Regions from separate parts of the Mus musculus genome. Here all the other regions are linked to region 3. A link is a contact called in public ChIA-PET and HiChIP or PLAC-seq data. All regions are on one chromosome and are shown on one strand. The core of a region is the stretch at or near the end of the contact, and the rest is flanking DNA. Distances in the headings are between cores, read along the strand shown. Region 1 overlaps Ncaph (non-SMC condensin I complex, subunit H). Region 2 holds the start of Ap4e1 (adaptor-related protein complex AP-4, epsilon 1). Region 3 holds the start of Blvra (biliverdin reductase A).

The links. ChIA-PET counts read pairs in DNA pulled down with a chosen protein or histone mark. HiChIP or PLAC-seq counts read pairs in DNA pulled down with a chosen protein or histone mark.
Region 1: an H3K27ac HiChIP or PLAC-seq map of embryonic stem cells shows a contact between it and region 3, with 5 read pairs. The contact joins the enhancer-like site here to the promoter of Blvra in region 3. A contact is called at or near these places in 1 of 39 promoter capture datasets (macrophages), 1 of 15 datasets of contacts at CTCF or cohesin (CD8 T cells), 2 of 484 Hi-C or Micro-C datasets (both in bone marrow-derived macrophages), 5 of 115 datasets of contacts at active chromatin or transcription factors (the HPC-7 cell line, embryonic stem cells, intestinal villus epithelium and 1 more) and 3 of 9 other capture datasets (adipose tissue, liver and pancreatic islet).
Region 2: an RNA polymerase II ChIA-PET map of memory CD8 T cells shows a contact between it and region 3, with 166 read pairs. The contact joins the promoter of Ap4e1 here to the promoter of Blvra in region 3. A contact is called at or near these places in 2 of 39 promoter capture datasets (embryonic stem cells and macrophages), 4 of 484 Hi-C or Micro-C datasets (B cells, cumulus cells, embryonic stem cells and 1 more), 4 of 115 datasets of contacts at active chromatin or transcription factors (the HPC-7 cell line, effector CD8 T cells, embryonic stem cells and 1 more) and 4 of 9 other capture datasets (adipose tissue, liver, macrophages and 1 more).

What each region holds. Positions count from the first base shown.
Region 1 is chr2:127,107,769-127,112,879 of GRCm38.p6, reverse strand. It overlaps Ncaph (non-SMC condensin I complex, subunit H), which reads left to right. Exons shown (of 18, transcript NM_144818.3): 14 at 4,222-4,395. Among named protein-coding and RNA genes, the nearest start is that of Gm39922, 12 kb to the right of the region's middle. Within about 2 kb of position 3,704, at least 7 of the 459 cell types and tissues checked have an H3K27ac peak or open chromatin away from gene starts, as enhancers often do. A contact at or near this core is called in embryonic stem cells, where this site is marked.
Region 2 is chr2:127,005,807-127,010,483 of GRCm38.p6, reverse strand. Ap4e1 (adaptor-related protein complex AP-4, epsilon 1) reads right to left here and starts at 1,773. Exons shown (of 21, transcript NM_175550.3): 1 at 1,584-1,773. The coding sequence starts at 1,730.
Region 3 is chr2:127,068,771-127,073,429 of GRCm38.p6, reverse strand. It overlaps Blvra (biliverdin reductase A), which reads right to left and starts at 2,773. Exons shown (of 8, transcript NM_026678.4): 1 at 2,700-2,773. It overlaps Ap4e1 (adaptor-related protein complex AP-4, epsilon 1), which reads right to left. Exons shown (of 21, transcript NM_175550.3): 21 at 3,616-4,659.

The sequences.
Region 1 (5,111 bases), core at 2,455-4,954, 39 kb before region 3:
AACTTGTCCAAGCCTTTCCTCATTCTCAGACCTTGGTGGGCATTGCTAATTTGTTTCTCATTGTGAGTCTCCTGAAGAAACAGCAAATAGAAGCTATGGTGAGGAGGACAGAGCCTCCTGTGACCCTTCATGCAGGGAGGACAGAATTGGACAGTCATTTATTCTGTTTCTTTCTCTACTGAGGGGAGAGATTGTTTTGTTTTAATGAGGATCTAGTCTGACCTCTTGGCCGATGCTTCTGCAACTTCAGCGCCGGTAAGGACCAGCCCTGGAACCTGTTCAGAGCTCTGCCATACTGCCTATGTCACAGTTCTCATCCGTTCACTCTGGGCTTGGTTCTGAGAATGGCTTTCTGTGAGTGGAGACTGCAGACCAGCATGAATGAAGCAGGGATTGCTCCCCATCACCTTATAAACCAGGTGTCTTAGAGTTCTGTTGCTGTGAAGACTGTGGCAACCCTTATAAAGGAAAATGTTTAATTAGGGCTGGCGTGCAGAGGCTTAGTCCATTACTAGCATTGTGGAAACATGGTGACATTCAGGCAGATGTGGTGCTAAGAAAGGTAACTGAGAGGTCCGTATCTAGAGGGTGAAAGACCCACAACGTGAAGACTCCCCCACGTTCTGACTCAGGAGAGCAACACCCCAAATCACTCACGAGAAATGGTCTTGGTGCAAACCGCAAGAGGACTTTTATTCCAGGCGTGCTCTGGGACCCACAGCCATACACCACACAGGGGGTAGAGGACCGTGGGCCCCGAGTAGCTGGGACAGGGGGTATTTAAAGGAAGGAACCACAACTCAAGGGGGTGGGGAGAGCGTTGTTGGAAAATACCAAAAATACCAGTTAAGAGTCGTGAGGGAGTGGGAGTCAAGACAGTTTCTATGAGTCTCTAACAATAGCACATTTGCATAGTGGGTTCCAGGAGCTGTCCAGGTGGGTCAGGGTGACTTTCTTTGAATGAACACTCCCCAAACCCAGGAAGCCAGTGGATGGAGGAATGTCACTATCTGTTTTATAATTAGCATGCCTTGGAGCATTGAGTCACAAAGGTCACATTCTCAAGCCTGGGCCTAACGGCCTAGAATTTTTTGTTTTTTATGTTTCACTTTTTTATTCACCACTTCTACTTGCTAATCTTAGAACTAGACACTATATTCTCCCTGATGCACTTGATCCTTTAGGGCATGGTACTGTTGTCTCAAAACTAAAAGCTGCACTGTACTAAGTTTTGCTCTAATAAAGGCAACTAGCCTATCTAACACACATGGACCTATAATTAAAAGTAGAAGCAAAATCAGAAGGGGTCCCATAGGATAGAAAGTAGGATGGTCAAGAGTACAAGATAAGGGCCTTTCCACCGAGTCTCAAGGTTTTCTGCGCAATGGCATCTACTGTAGACTGAATCTCTAACTTGGAAGCGATGTGGGCTTGCAGGTCTCCTTCTCTTGAGTAGGCATTCTGGAGCTGCTTCCACACTCGCTGTCTCACCCTTTTGAGCACCTTGAGCCTAGAGAACAAAGGCTGGGAAAGCAGCATGTCTGCACTATGTACAGAGGCTATTTTTACCAGTGGAGCCCCCCCCCCCCCATAGAGTAATTCATAGGGGGTCAGTCCAAACTGTCTAGGGGTGTTTCTAACCCTGAAGAGCACAAAGGGTAGGAGAGCTATCCAATCATTAGCGCCAGTCTCTGCTGTCAATTTGGTAAGGGTCTCTTTAATGGTTCTATTCATCCTCTCTACCTGTCCTGAGCTTTGGGGCCTGTATGCACAATGTAACTTCTAATCAATTCTAATCAATGTAACTTCTAATCAACCCCCAATATCTTGGCCAGTCCCTGACTTACCTGGACAACAAAGGCAGGTTCATTATCGGACCCGATTACCTTGGGTATCCCAAATTTCGGGAAGATTTCTTCTAAGATCTTCTTGGCCATCACATTGGCCGTCTTAGTCCTGGTAGGAAAAGCTTCTACCCAGCTTGAAAAGGTGTCTATTAACACTAATAAGTACTTGTTACCATATCTAGCTGGCTTAATTTCTTTAAAATCTACCTTCCAATAGGCCCCCAGCCAGTTGCCCCTGAGCCTCTTCCCAGGAGTATACATGGAGTGTCCTGCATTAGTCATAGCACAGGCCTTGCAGCTTTGACTATTTCTCCTGCCAAGTCAGAGAGTCCTGTAACATAGTAGTCAGAGGACCTAACCACACCTTTTAATTTCTTGACCCCAAGTGGGTCAAGTAATGTAAGTTGGTAACATACTTGTGTCCTTCTTCCCATGGGAGAACTCATTTTCTTTCTTCTGTTTCTATTACCCCATATGAGGTTTCCTTTACCATCCCTAATTTGTCCATAACTTGATAGTCCTCAGGGGTATATCTAAAGCTGGTCTCTGACATCATAATCTTTAGGCTTCTTGACTGCCAGGATCATTACTCCTTGGGCCGCCTGTTTGGCGGTTAGATCTGCCATCTGATTCCCTTTAGCCACAGCATCTTAGGTCTTTCTCTGCAGGTGTCAACAGCCCTCTTTGTCTGTATATTGCTCCGTGCAGTGGCAAAAGCATATCTGCTGTCAGTGTAAATGTTGATAGACTTCCCCTTTGCCATTTGTAGAGCTTATATCAAAGCCACAAGTTCGGCTTTCTGGGCCGAAGTTCCTTCAGGGAGGCTGCTGGCCCAGATCACTTGCTTTCTGTCCACCACTGATGCCCCTACCTTCCGCTTACCTTCAACCACAAAGTTACTGCCATCCGTGTACCAACTCGGACTCCCAGGCCAAGGCTGATCCTTCAGATCATTTCGAGTACCAGTTTCTTCTGCCAGAATGTCAGTGCAGTGATGAGCAGGTGAAGAGTCATCAGTCTCGGGCAGTAGGGTAGTGGGATTCAGGACAGCAGGGGGAGCAAAGGTCACTCGTTCAGTCAACAAAGGGCTCTGATAATGTGTCATATGAGCGTTGGTCATCCATTGGTCAGGAGGCTGTTGGATAATACTTTCAAGAGTGTGGGGTGCCACTACAGTTATTTGCTGTCCCAGAGTGAGCTTATCAGCATCCTTGACAAGTAATGCTACTGCAGCAATAGCTTTCAAGCAAGAAGGCCACCTGCTGGCAACAGGGTCTAACTTCTTGGATAGGTAAGCCACTGGCCTTTTTCAAGGTCCCAAAGTCTGGGTAGACTCCTATGGCAACCCCTGCTCTCTCAATAAAGAGTGAAAGGCTTGGTTAGGTCAGGCAAGGCCAAGGCTGGGGCCATCAGTAGGGCTTTTTAAATTTCTTTAAAGGCTTTCTGGTGATCTGGGTTCTACACAAACACCTCCCCTTCCTTGGCTAGGGGGTACAAGGGGCAGCTAAGGTCGCAAACCCAGGTATCCAGAGCCTGCAGAAGCCAACGGTGCCCAAGAATTCTCTTACTTGCCTTGGTGTAGTTGAGGTAGGAATCTGAGTTACAGTCTTTTTTTTTTTTTTTTTTTTTTTTGGCTTCCTTTAGCCACCACTTCCCATCTCGAAGGTTGTATCTCAAATAAATAACTTCAGTCTGACACAGCTGAGGCTCGGTCCCCTAACTCACCTAATTCTGTTAAGCACATTGGTCTTCTAATAGTCCCTTTGAGTCTATGTGTGGGGCATTTTTATTGTAACCATCACACTGGGTGTGGTGGGACACACCTTCCAGTCTTGAGGTGGAGGAAGGTGAATCGAAAGTCACCCTTTGCTACAAGGCAAGTTTAAGGTCACCTTGGCATTCTTGAGAGTCTGTATCCATCCAAAATATAAAAGGGCGTTGCTCCTGCTACAAAATTAGATAGCACCTGGGATTTCCTGTACTGTTTTTGGGTGGTAAGGATGGAACCTAGTAACTCACATGAAATGTGTGTGTACTCTGTACTTAGCTACATGCCCAGCCCCTGTTCTGTGCTCTTGTTAGGCAAGGGATGCAGGCTGTGCTCCAGCGTTTTGGGAATGTTTTCTGTAAGATGAAATATTTATCTAGTTACTAAGCAAAGGGGATGCTGGTCTCTGTGGTCATTGCACTCTTTAAACTCATGCTTCCGAGGTCTCAGGCTGATAAGAGACCCCTCTCTCTGTAGTAGGGCTTATGTGAAGCAGGAAGAAGTGAGCGAGCAGGCCACGTTGGTGGGACTCTGCTTGCTTTGTGTACGTGGAGTCTCTCCCATTGATAGCATCTACCAAACTTGAAGGGTTGTTTCCTTGCCCAGGCTGCTGACAGTGATTATGAAGAGGCAGACGATTTATTTGCGGATCCAGTCGGGACCCTTGACCTTGAGTCTGATCCAAAGACAACACAAGAGAATGGTCACATTTCTCCTGAAAACCAAGGAGTAGATATCACAACTTACCAAGAGTTGAACTTGGTGGCTGAGCCTCAAAAGGTAAGGAAGAGACAACAAGGAATTGTGTGGATTCCTGGCTGTCTGTTTAACTCCTCTCAGATGTGAGTCCCATCAGCCTGCGCTCCACTTGTTTTCCGGTTCCATCTTAACCTGCTATCTGAGTTTTCACACAGGGTTGTGCTGTCTAAACTGCTTCCCAGTTATTGACATTGGCTACTTAGGTTATATGGTAGTGATATTTTTCCAAAGACCTTATTTTATCTTATTAACTTTTATTTACTGCTGTAGTGTTGAGAGTCAAACCCAAGTCATAAGTAGGAGTGGATTGGCCACACCAATAAAACACATGTAGGAAGGCTGCAGCGAGAGCATTGCTGTGGGGCTTTGAATACCTTGGCCATTTTCAGTTCCTGTCATGTGTTAAATACCTGATGCCTTATCCCAAGAGCCAGGCTGGGTGCTATCTGTTTCATATACTCATCTCTTACACTGCAATTCTTGGTCTTAATCTAAATTTCCTCTGATTAAAAGGAGTTAGGATTGGTAGAGTGTTTACCTAGATTCAGTCCCATGCACTGGCTCATTAAAATTGGGCGTGGTGGTTCATACTTGTAATGCCAGCACTTGCTTGGAGGCAAGAGGTTGACAAGTTCAGGATCTAACAGTAAGCCCAGGCAAGACTCGGCTACACGAGATTCAAAAGCAAAACAGCAAAATCCGAAAGGTAAAAACAGAAAGAAGTGAGATCTTTTTGC
Region 2 (4,677 bases), core at 524-3,023, 62 kb after region 3:
CTGCAGAGATGCCACAGGTGAGAATACACAGAGCTCTTGCAAAGGACAGAATTTGGTTCCTCACACCCACTCTGGTGGCTCACAATTGCCTAAAAGTCTAGCTCCAAGGGATCACACACACTCTCCTGGACTCTGAGAGCATCTGCACTCATGTACACATGCCATAAACACACACACACACACAACTTTGAAACAAATCTAAAAACAAAACAAAACTTAGAAGTAATACATCTGGCAGTAATACCACATCTGGCTGTCTGTGCAGTTTCAAACTAAGCCAAAAAAACTATATTCTCTAAATTTTTCAGAGCGGTGGCAGAGGCAGATGGCTCAATGTGTAAAAAGCACAAAGCCGGGTGTGGTGAGGTGGACCTGTGATCCCTGCACTCCTATGGTGAGACAGAACACTCGAAGCTCCCTAGCCAGCCTGCCTGAATATACAACACAGAAACAAGCGTCAAGAGAGATCTCACCTACTAGGTGGAAGGTAAGGACTAAGACCCAAAGCTGTTCTCGGAAGCCTATACATGTGCCGTGGGTCCGTGCATCCTCACATACCAGCACATACACATTCTCTCAGTACATACATGTACACACAAAATACTTACTTGCCCTCTCATACAAATTAGCAACAGAAAAGCACGAAGAGATGTTAAGTACACGAATAATGATTAAGGGATGTTCAGCAAGCCCTGCCACACACCAGCTTCCAGTGAGAACACAAGCCCGTTTTAAACCTTTAAAGGCATCTTGTTTCTCTTCTCCATGCTGCAGGCATTTACACTGCACTGTAGTTACTTATTTATGTTAAGTCTAAAATGGACAGAAAATAGACAGAAAAGTGTTTTGCTATTTTCATTACTTAACATATAGTTGTGCTTGATAAATACTTGCTGAAGAAAGTATGACACAATATTATGTTTTTAAGACAAACACTCCTTGAGGCTTTGAGTCAGTACCATACAAAGTACGTGGGAACTTAATAACTTCTATAGTAACTACTAGTTTTCAAAGCGCGTCTTTGCCCAACCCGTTGGTCTAGACTAAACCTCAAGCTCTGCAAAGATTAACAGCCCTGTCAGGGGTGGGAATGAGGGTTGTCTGTCCGAGTACGTGATGCTTCCAAATAGAAAAATTAAAACTCAAGAGGGAGCCGGGCAGTGGTGGCACAAGCCTTTAATCCCAGCACTTGGAAGGCAGAGGCAGGCGGATTTCTGAGTTCGAGGCCAGCCTGGTCTACAGAGTGAGTTCCAGGACAGCCCGGGCTACACAGAGAAATCCTGTCTCGAAAAATCAAAACAAAACAAAAATCTCAACAGGGAGGAGAAACTTGGTAGGAGCCTATAGCTCAGGCTTTAGGTCATACTGGCTTTTTTCACTCGATTGACAGCTCATGTAATCCTCAAAGCACCCCATGAGAAAACACACGGAGGGTCTTCGGGCCTCCAAATCAGAAAGCCGGCCTCCTGAGGTCGGTCGGTACAGGCAACTTGAGGCGGACGCCCGGCTGCGTCCATCCAGCGGACCGATGTCTCCGGCCCCGCCGCCCCACCCCATCCCGCCCAGCCAACCCCGCCGCATACGTGCTTGGATGAGAGTGCAGTGACGCCACGGATGAGGCCGCCCAGCCTGGAGAAGAAGGGTGCTCTGGAGGCCGCAGGTCCTCCCAGCTGGTTCTGCAGGAAGAGCCCCGGCAGTGCGGTCAGCGTCCTCTCCACCATGTCGCTCATCGCTGCCTCCCTACGAGGCTACTTCGCGCTGACTCTCCCGGCCTCCGTAGTCACTTCCGGCGTTTTGAATAAGAAATCTTTATTCGCGCCGGAGCAGGACGAGCAGGATGAAGTTCCGGGAAACACCGCCTGGGGGCGCACGAGTCTAGGAGGAGAGAGGAGTTCTCTGGAGACATGAAGTTCATGATCATTCTATTAGCGGTGAAATGTGTGTGCATGATCTTGTATTTTCTCGAACTTCCCAAGGTTAATGAATTCGTGCCATTCCCCTGTCCCAGCCTCCAAGTGCTGGGATTACAAACCTGACCTACCATCTTTATAGTGTTCTTAACACCTGTAGGAGCTCTTATCTCTGAAACTTTGTCTGTGATAAGTGAAATTTTTTTCTTAAATCTTGAAGTTGTTCTTGTACCTACACCTCAACAAAAGAAAAAGTTTGCCTGACAGAATAGTTATGCAAAGATAAAGTTTAGGGCTGGTGAGATGGCTCAGTGGGTAAGAGCACTGTCTGCTCTTCCAAAGGTCCTGAGTTCAAATTCCAGCAACCACACGGTGGCTCACAACCATCCATAATGAGATCTGACGCCCTCTTCTGTTGCGTGTCTGAAGACAGCAACAGGGTACTTATTTATAATAATAAATAAATCTTTTTTTAAAAAAGTTTAATTTATTGAAAAATCTCAATATTTAAATTATTTAAAACAGATTTTCTTTAGAATTTAATATTTTATGCCTACGTAAAGTTTTGTTTACTGTGTGTGTGTGTATGTGTGTGTGTGTTTTTTTAACTTTAGGCCCTTTCACTAGTTTAAATTAGAAAACTTACTTTCCAGCCATGTAGTGGTTGTTGCCTGAAATCCCAGCCCTTGAGACTGGAAGGAGGAGCAAGAAAATTCAAGGGCATCACCGGCTCCATATCAAGTTCAAAACAAACCTGAGTTATATGAAACCCTGTCTTAACTTTCCCCATCCCCCAATTTTTTTCTTCCACCTAAAAAATATGCTGGGGAAAGCTGATACATTTCTGACTCGGGTGAAAGGAACGCGGCTACACTGCCAAAAAGTAAAGTGAAACTTTCCTTCCCCTGGCCTGGGTGATGTTCACTATCCCCCTTAGTCCGTCTTATCCAATAGAGCTTTTTCAAATTGTGCTGTGGTGCCAGTAAAACAGGGTCATTGTTTGGACCAAAGTTTAAAGGAAGAAAAATTACACATTTGAAACAGAGACATGGTAGGCTATATAAAAAGCAAAACTCTGTTGTTCCTGCTTTTCAAGCAGCACTAAAACTTCTTTTTTTTATTTATTTTTTTTTCTATTTTTTATTAGGTATTTAGCTCATTTACATTTCCAATGCTATACCAAAAGTCCCCCATATCCACCCACCCCCGCACTAAAACTTCTTACACAGCTTTCATTAGCATACTGAATTGGCTAGAAAATTATGCAACAGCTTAAAAGGCTCAAAAATGCCAAACCTGTAGGTCGTGGCCATAGAACAGCTTTAGAAACCACAAGGAGGTGGTCAGTGACCTGAGAGGGAGCCAATAGGCAAGGTGATTCCTTGGTACTGCGGAAGCGGGGTCTAGACAGCTTAAAAGAATTCAATTTAGAGCTGTATGAGGTGGCATACACTTTAATCCCAGCACTCAAAAGGCAGAAGCAGGTGGATCTCTGAGTTCTAAGCCAGCCAGGGCTATACAGAGAAACGCTGTCTCCAAACGTCAAAAGCCAAAAATAAATAAATAAATAATTCGGCCTAGGACTTCAGCCAGGCATAGTGGCACAAACAGGCCTTTAATCACAGTGCTGGGAGGCAGAAGCAGGTGGATCTCTGTGAGTTCGAGGGCATCTAGGTCTACATAGTCAGTTAAGAGCCGCCCAAGGCTGTCTGGAGATTTTGTCCCAAAACAAAACAAAAACCACTACAAAAAGTTCCATTGTTATACACAAGTGGGCGCCAGCGGAACGGCCATTGGCCCTAACTCAGACTTCCCAGCTCTTGGCTCTATAACTCATGTACATTGAATTTCAGGTCCAGGTTCTTTAACAACAAAGAAAAAAAAACCAAAACAACAACAACAAAACAGAAATCTCAAAGTCCCTTTTGTTTTACTTTTCTTTCTTGAGAGGAGGAAATTTACTTGGAGGAATATCAGCTTGCTCTGAAATCTGAAAGTGTATTGGGGAGAGCCAAATTGGGCTCTCCAGGGGAGAGGCAGCGGCTGCAGCCAAAAGAAATGGCTTTTAGGCATTAGATGGCTCAGAGTTAGGAGCAGGTGCAGCTGTGGCAGAGGACCGGGGTTCAATTCTCAGCAAAGGCAACTCACACCACCTGTAACTTCAGTTTTAGGGGATTCAACAACCTCTTCTGTCTCTGAAGACATCTGCACACCTGGGGTGAACATGCATACACATAGGCACACACATAAAAACATAAAAATAAAATAAATAAATCGTGTACAGAGAAGAAAGGGAGAGCTGAAAGAAGTGGTTCCATTTGCCTGCCCCAGGGTGAGACACGCTGTTCATCTCCTCTCCCGCTGTGAGCAAGTCACACGTCACACAGAACTTTGCCTGTATTTTGTTTTCTCTGCTTTGACTCCTAACCTGGAGGCTGTGTCCACAGTGTTCCCCACTCCCCCGTGCAACCCGAATCAGCCTGGCATTCGCTGGAAGAGTTCTGTGTTCACTGGATAAATCCCTCTACAGCAGATTCTTTGTGGTGAAAATCTCTATTTAGCTATAAGTCTTCCGTGTCTCAGCTTATATTGTCTAAGTAGTTTAAACCACGGTCTGTGAGACGAAACGATGTTCTGTTCCACGCTGCGTATTTAGACAGTCCAGTTGAACTACCTGTAAAGAGATTTAATCTACAATTGTTTTTGCTTTTCCCCAAGCAGCTTAAGAAAGAAACAGAATTAAAAAAAAAAAAAAAAAAAAAGAAGA
Region 3 (4,659 bases), core at 1,524-4,023:
TGGCCCCAATCTGCCTACCTCTCCCCCTCGAGTGCTGGGATTCAAGGTGTGCTTCACTGTGCCTGGCCCCCCATCCAAGTTCTTAGGCTTGTTCCAGGTCATGATCTCACTTCCCTATGCTACAACTACTTGGTCTGATAATTACAGGAAACCATGAGCCATTTGAACCAATCAGAACCTGCTGATCATACCAAGCAATTTTTCAAAAACAAGAGACCAAAAGAATCAAAACTTTTAAACAAGCAAAATATCTTTGGGTCTAACTTTTGCTTCTAACATTAAAAATCGTAATTATTACATTTTTATAGAGATCTCCAGTTAAGACCTGGAGAGATTGATCAGCAGTTAAAGGATATGCTAACATCCAAAACTCTAAGATCTACAGGTAACATGTTTTCATTAATAACAGCAGCCACACAACATGGTTCTGGACAGATGGCTCATCAGTTAAGAGCATTTGCTGTTCTTGCATAGGGTCAGAATTCAGTTCCCAGCTCCCATGTAAGGTGACTCACAGATGTCTGTAACTCCAACTACAGGGGATTTGTCACCTTGTATTGTCATCCTCAGGCATGTACATACATAAACACACACACACACACATACACACAAATAATGTTTTTTAAATTTTTTATTTACATTGGTGTTCTGCCTCCATGTATATCTGTGTGAGGGTGTCATGTCCCCTGGAACTGGAATTACAGACAGTCGTGAACTGACATGTGAGTGCTGAGATTTGAACCTGGGTCCTTTGGAAAAGCAGCCAGTCCTCTTAACTGCTGAGCCATCTCTCCAGCCTTAATATTATACACTTTACAAAGCAAACAGATATCAAATGCTTAGCCTATCTTTGAGAACCTCCAGACTGCAGGGACACAGAGACTGGCTCCTTTGGTAATGGTGTTTGGCCAACTAAGAATCACTGAATAGTGAAGAAAGGAAGACAGGATTACTTATGCCTCACCTGCACAGCTCTCCTAACAGTTCATCACCAAAGCTGCATTTGGCCACAGTTGCTACAGCCCTGAAGGAGGCATGGAAGGGCTCAGGCTCCTCTGCCATACCCCAGCCTTGCTCTGAGACCCCCTACACCTTCCAAGCACCTTCCAAGCACCGTCCATGCACCGCGGAGACAGCAGTCTGCTGATGTTCACTCCCGGTTGCCACCCTTCTCTCATGGATATCCTCAACTCTGCCCATTTTTCTACAATGCAGGCCAACAACAGTTCTTTCCTTTTATTCCGTTTTTCAGGATTTGTGTGTGAATTTTGTTTCTGAGGAAGGATTTCACTTTGTAGCCCAGGGAGGCACGAAACACACTCTGTGGCCTAGGCTGACCTCACACTCTCAGCAACTCTTCTGCCTCAACCTTGATTTATAACAAAACCTATGAAGTAAAACATAATAGCTATACAGATGTATATAATTTATATACATCAAAATAGCAACAATACTTGTCTCTGAGTACTAAGTTTCAGCAAAATTTGTTCCTTAGTTCTAAAAGTTCAAGTATAGTTAGCCACACATATTTCTCAGTTTTCTAGCCATCAAGAAGGCCCTTGACAATACTTTGTCTACCACGTGGCTTCAATATGTGCTACTCTGCAATGCAGAATGGAAGAAAGGGATCTGAATATTTATTAATACAACCTATTACAATAAAAATGAACTCTAGTTCAGTAAGAACTCAAATTATTCAGTAAGAACAATTTAAGAAATTCTTGGAAGTAATATAGAAACTTCATTAATTATGGGGGGAACTTTCCAGTGCTATAGTGTTTGCTTTGTGCATTGTGAGTGCTAATATTTATAAAATCTTAGGTTGAACATTCTGTGGCCTTACATAGCTATAGCTATCCTACCGAGCAAGCATGCTCTTTATCCCCACTTGTACAAATGAGGACACTGATACACCAAGAGGTTAGCTAGTATACCCCAAACCCATAACAGCTGTAAGATGCAAAACTGGAATTATGTAATGTTAAATAGAAAAATATCTGGATCCAAAACTGCACATAATGGGTTTCTCTGTATAGCCCTGGCTGTCCTGGAACTCACTCTGTAGATCAGCTTGGCCTTAACTCAGAGATCTGCCTGCCTCTGCCTCCCAAGTGCTAAAGACTAAAGGTGTGCGCCACCACCGCTGGCCTTTTAATTTCTGTTTTTAGTAGGACCTAAACTCAGCCTTATCTCTGAGTTCTTCAGATAAGCAAGCGACTTAAAATTCAACCCTCACAGGGTCTTCCAACACTCTTTCTTTCAGTTTTCAAAGAATAAAGTACAGCTAGGAGAGATTATAAAAGACACACCTGGCGCAAACTCTCAACCTCCAGAGTTCAAAGTCATCATTCTGGATATGACACTGTCAAACCGGGGGTAGGGGTGGGGGTGGGGGGCTCAGTCCCCCAGTCAGTGCACGATACACCTACCAGCCTCATCTAGGTAAGGCCGGAAACCATCAGCACTTTTAAACGAGATGGAGATTTAATTTCTTTACCATCTTTACTCGGGAATGCCGCTTCCTGAGAGGAGGCCCCCCCCCCCCCCGGTCCGGCCTGCGAAGGGCTCCGCAAAGAGAAGCTGGCGGCCAGGGCGCTCCGGGGTCCCGAAAGGATGGCGGGCACGCGGCCCCTATCGGCCTTGGCCTCCCGTCTCAGGGTCGTGCGCTCAGCCCCGCGCCCCTCCCGGCCAGAGCTCACCTTACCAGCGGCTCACGAGCTTCCGCTTCAGCGCGCCCAAATTGCAGCGTCCCAGCAGCTACAGACAGAGCGCTGCTAGGATTCGATTGGCTGTCCAGATGGTAGGCGGAGCCTTGACCGAGCAATTCCCGTGAGTCCCGCGGCCCATGCTGCTGAATGGGGAAAATTACGAGCTGCTGTGTTTTTGCACTTGTTTGGTGTGGTGTCGCTACTTTGTCAGCTCCCTTCGCGCCAAATGCAACTAGGGCTTTTTTTTTTTCCTGGGTATATTCGGGACCTTGTTTAGTTTTGCGGCTCAAACATAATTGATCTGACACAAAAACTTGTTCCTGTAAGGAGCGAGGATTCCAGAAAACCAGTGTTTGTAATTCCCTGTCTTCAGGGCTAGGAAACAGCATTTTCCCAGGAACAGCCTGGTCTCACCCTGGGAATGGCGAAAGAGTAGACGCACTGAGGGGAGAATCAGAGTGCTGTGCGAGGAAAGTGTACCAAGGGTAAGGGAGAAGAGGGAGGCATCTGAAGGACGCTTTGACCTGTAGGGCTGGAGTCTGTTCCAAGTCCACTGACATTTACCCTTTTTTATCCCTTGACAAAACTGATGAAACTAACAGGGTTGGTGGCGACGAAAAATCATCTTTGTTTCTCGTGAGATAAATGTCCTCACTCCAGACAAGGCATGGAGCACAATTACAAGCCTAACTTGGAGTCAGACCACTTCTTAACGTTTCCATCATCTGCCATCTGAGAAGTCAGAACTGACCCCTTCCTGATCACCCTGTAATCTTCCACCCATACAGCAGCCAGAGTGACCTTAAACATAATAGCAATTAGTTGGGTATGGTAGTGCATACCCTGTGGGCTGGGCAGCTCACGTCTTCCGTGAGTGACCAGGGGCTGGAGAAATAGCTCAGTGGTTAAGAGCTCTTGTTGTGCTGTAGAACCTGCAGAGCACCTGGGTTCAATTTCCTGCACTCACACGGCAGCTCACAACCATTTGTTCTTTAACTCTAGTTCCAGGGGAACCGATGGCTCTTCTGACCTCTGCTAGCACCAAGCACCTATGTATGAATAAGCCATATTTTTAAAAGTTAAAAACTAATAAGATAGTGAGGAAGAAACCTGATGTTGATCTCTGGCCTCTGAAACATGAACATTTACATGATTATATGTACAGCCACACAAACATGTGCATATAACACACATGCAAAAACAAACATACAGACTGAGCAAGTTGTATTTATATATTTAGAAACCTATCTATATACTGATTAAATAATTTTCATCTACTTAAATTATAAAGAACATACAGACCCCAAAAAGCACAGATGTTTTTATTATACATTCAATTAAAAAATTTCAATTTACACAGTCCAGTGCCAAAACAAAGTAAAAAAAAAATGCATCATTTATTACGTTGCTATTCACTTGCATTGTTCTCTCCTAAAGTTCTGACATAAGAAAACAGCTCAAAGACACATGAATAGGGTCAGTGCACTTCTTATGGCTTACCATGTGACAATGATCATGTTTAGCCATAGAAAATAAAAGAACCTACAGTTAAATGAAAATAAAATACTGTACTTTTATAAGTCAATTTGGAAGAGCTTAGCACGTCAGCCAACACTCCCCTGCAGAGCACATGCTGCGCTGGGCACACCTGTACACTGGCTCTCAGATGGCTCAGCTCCTCCCACAGCTTCTCTGTAGGGAAGGGTAAGACAGGCTCCTCTCATACCCTGAGTGGCCGCTCTTCTGCTGAGCGCCTGGGTGACTGCTAGGAGCCTGGCCACCTCCTTTCCGCTGCTCTCATGCTCTTCCTGTCCTCCTTTATCTGTCCCCAGCCTGGCTCTGCTGCCCTCCATTCTTGGTAATGGTGCCCGGCACACAGCACACAGCCATTCTTCCCCTAAGCGCTACCCTCATTGGCTGATTATAAAGTAAAGAGACTAGGTGTTATGGA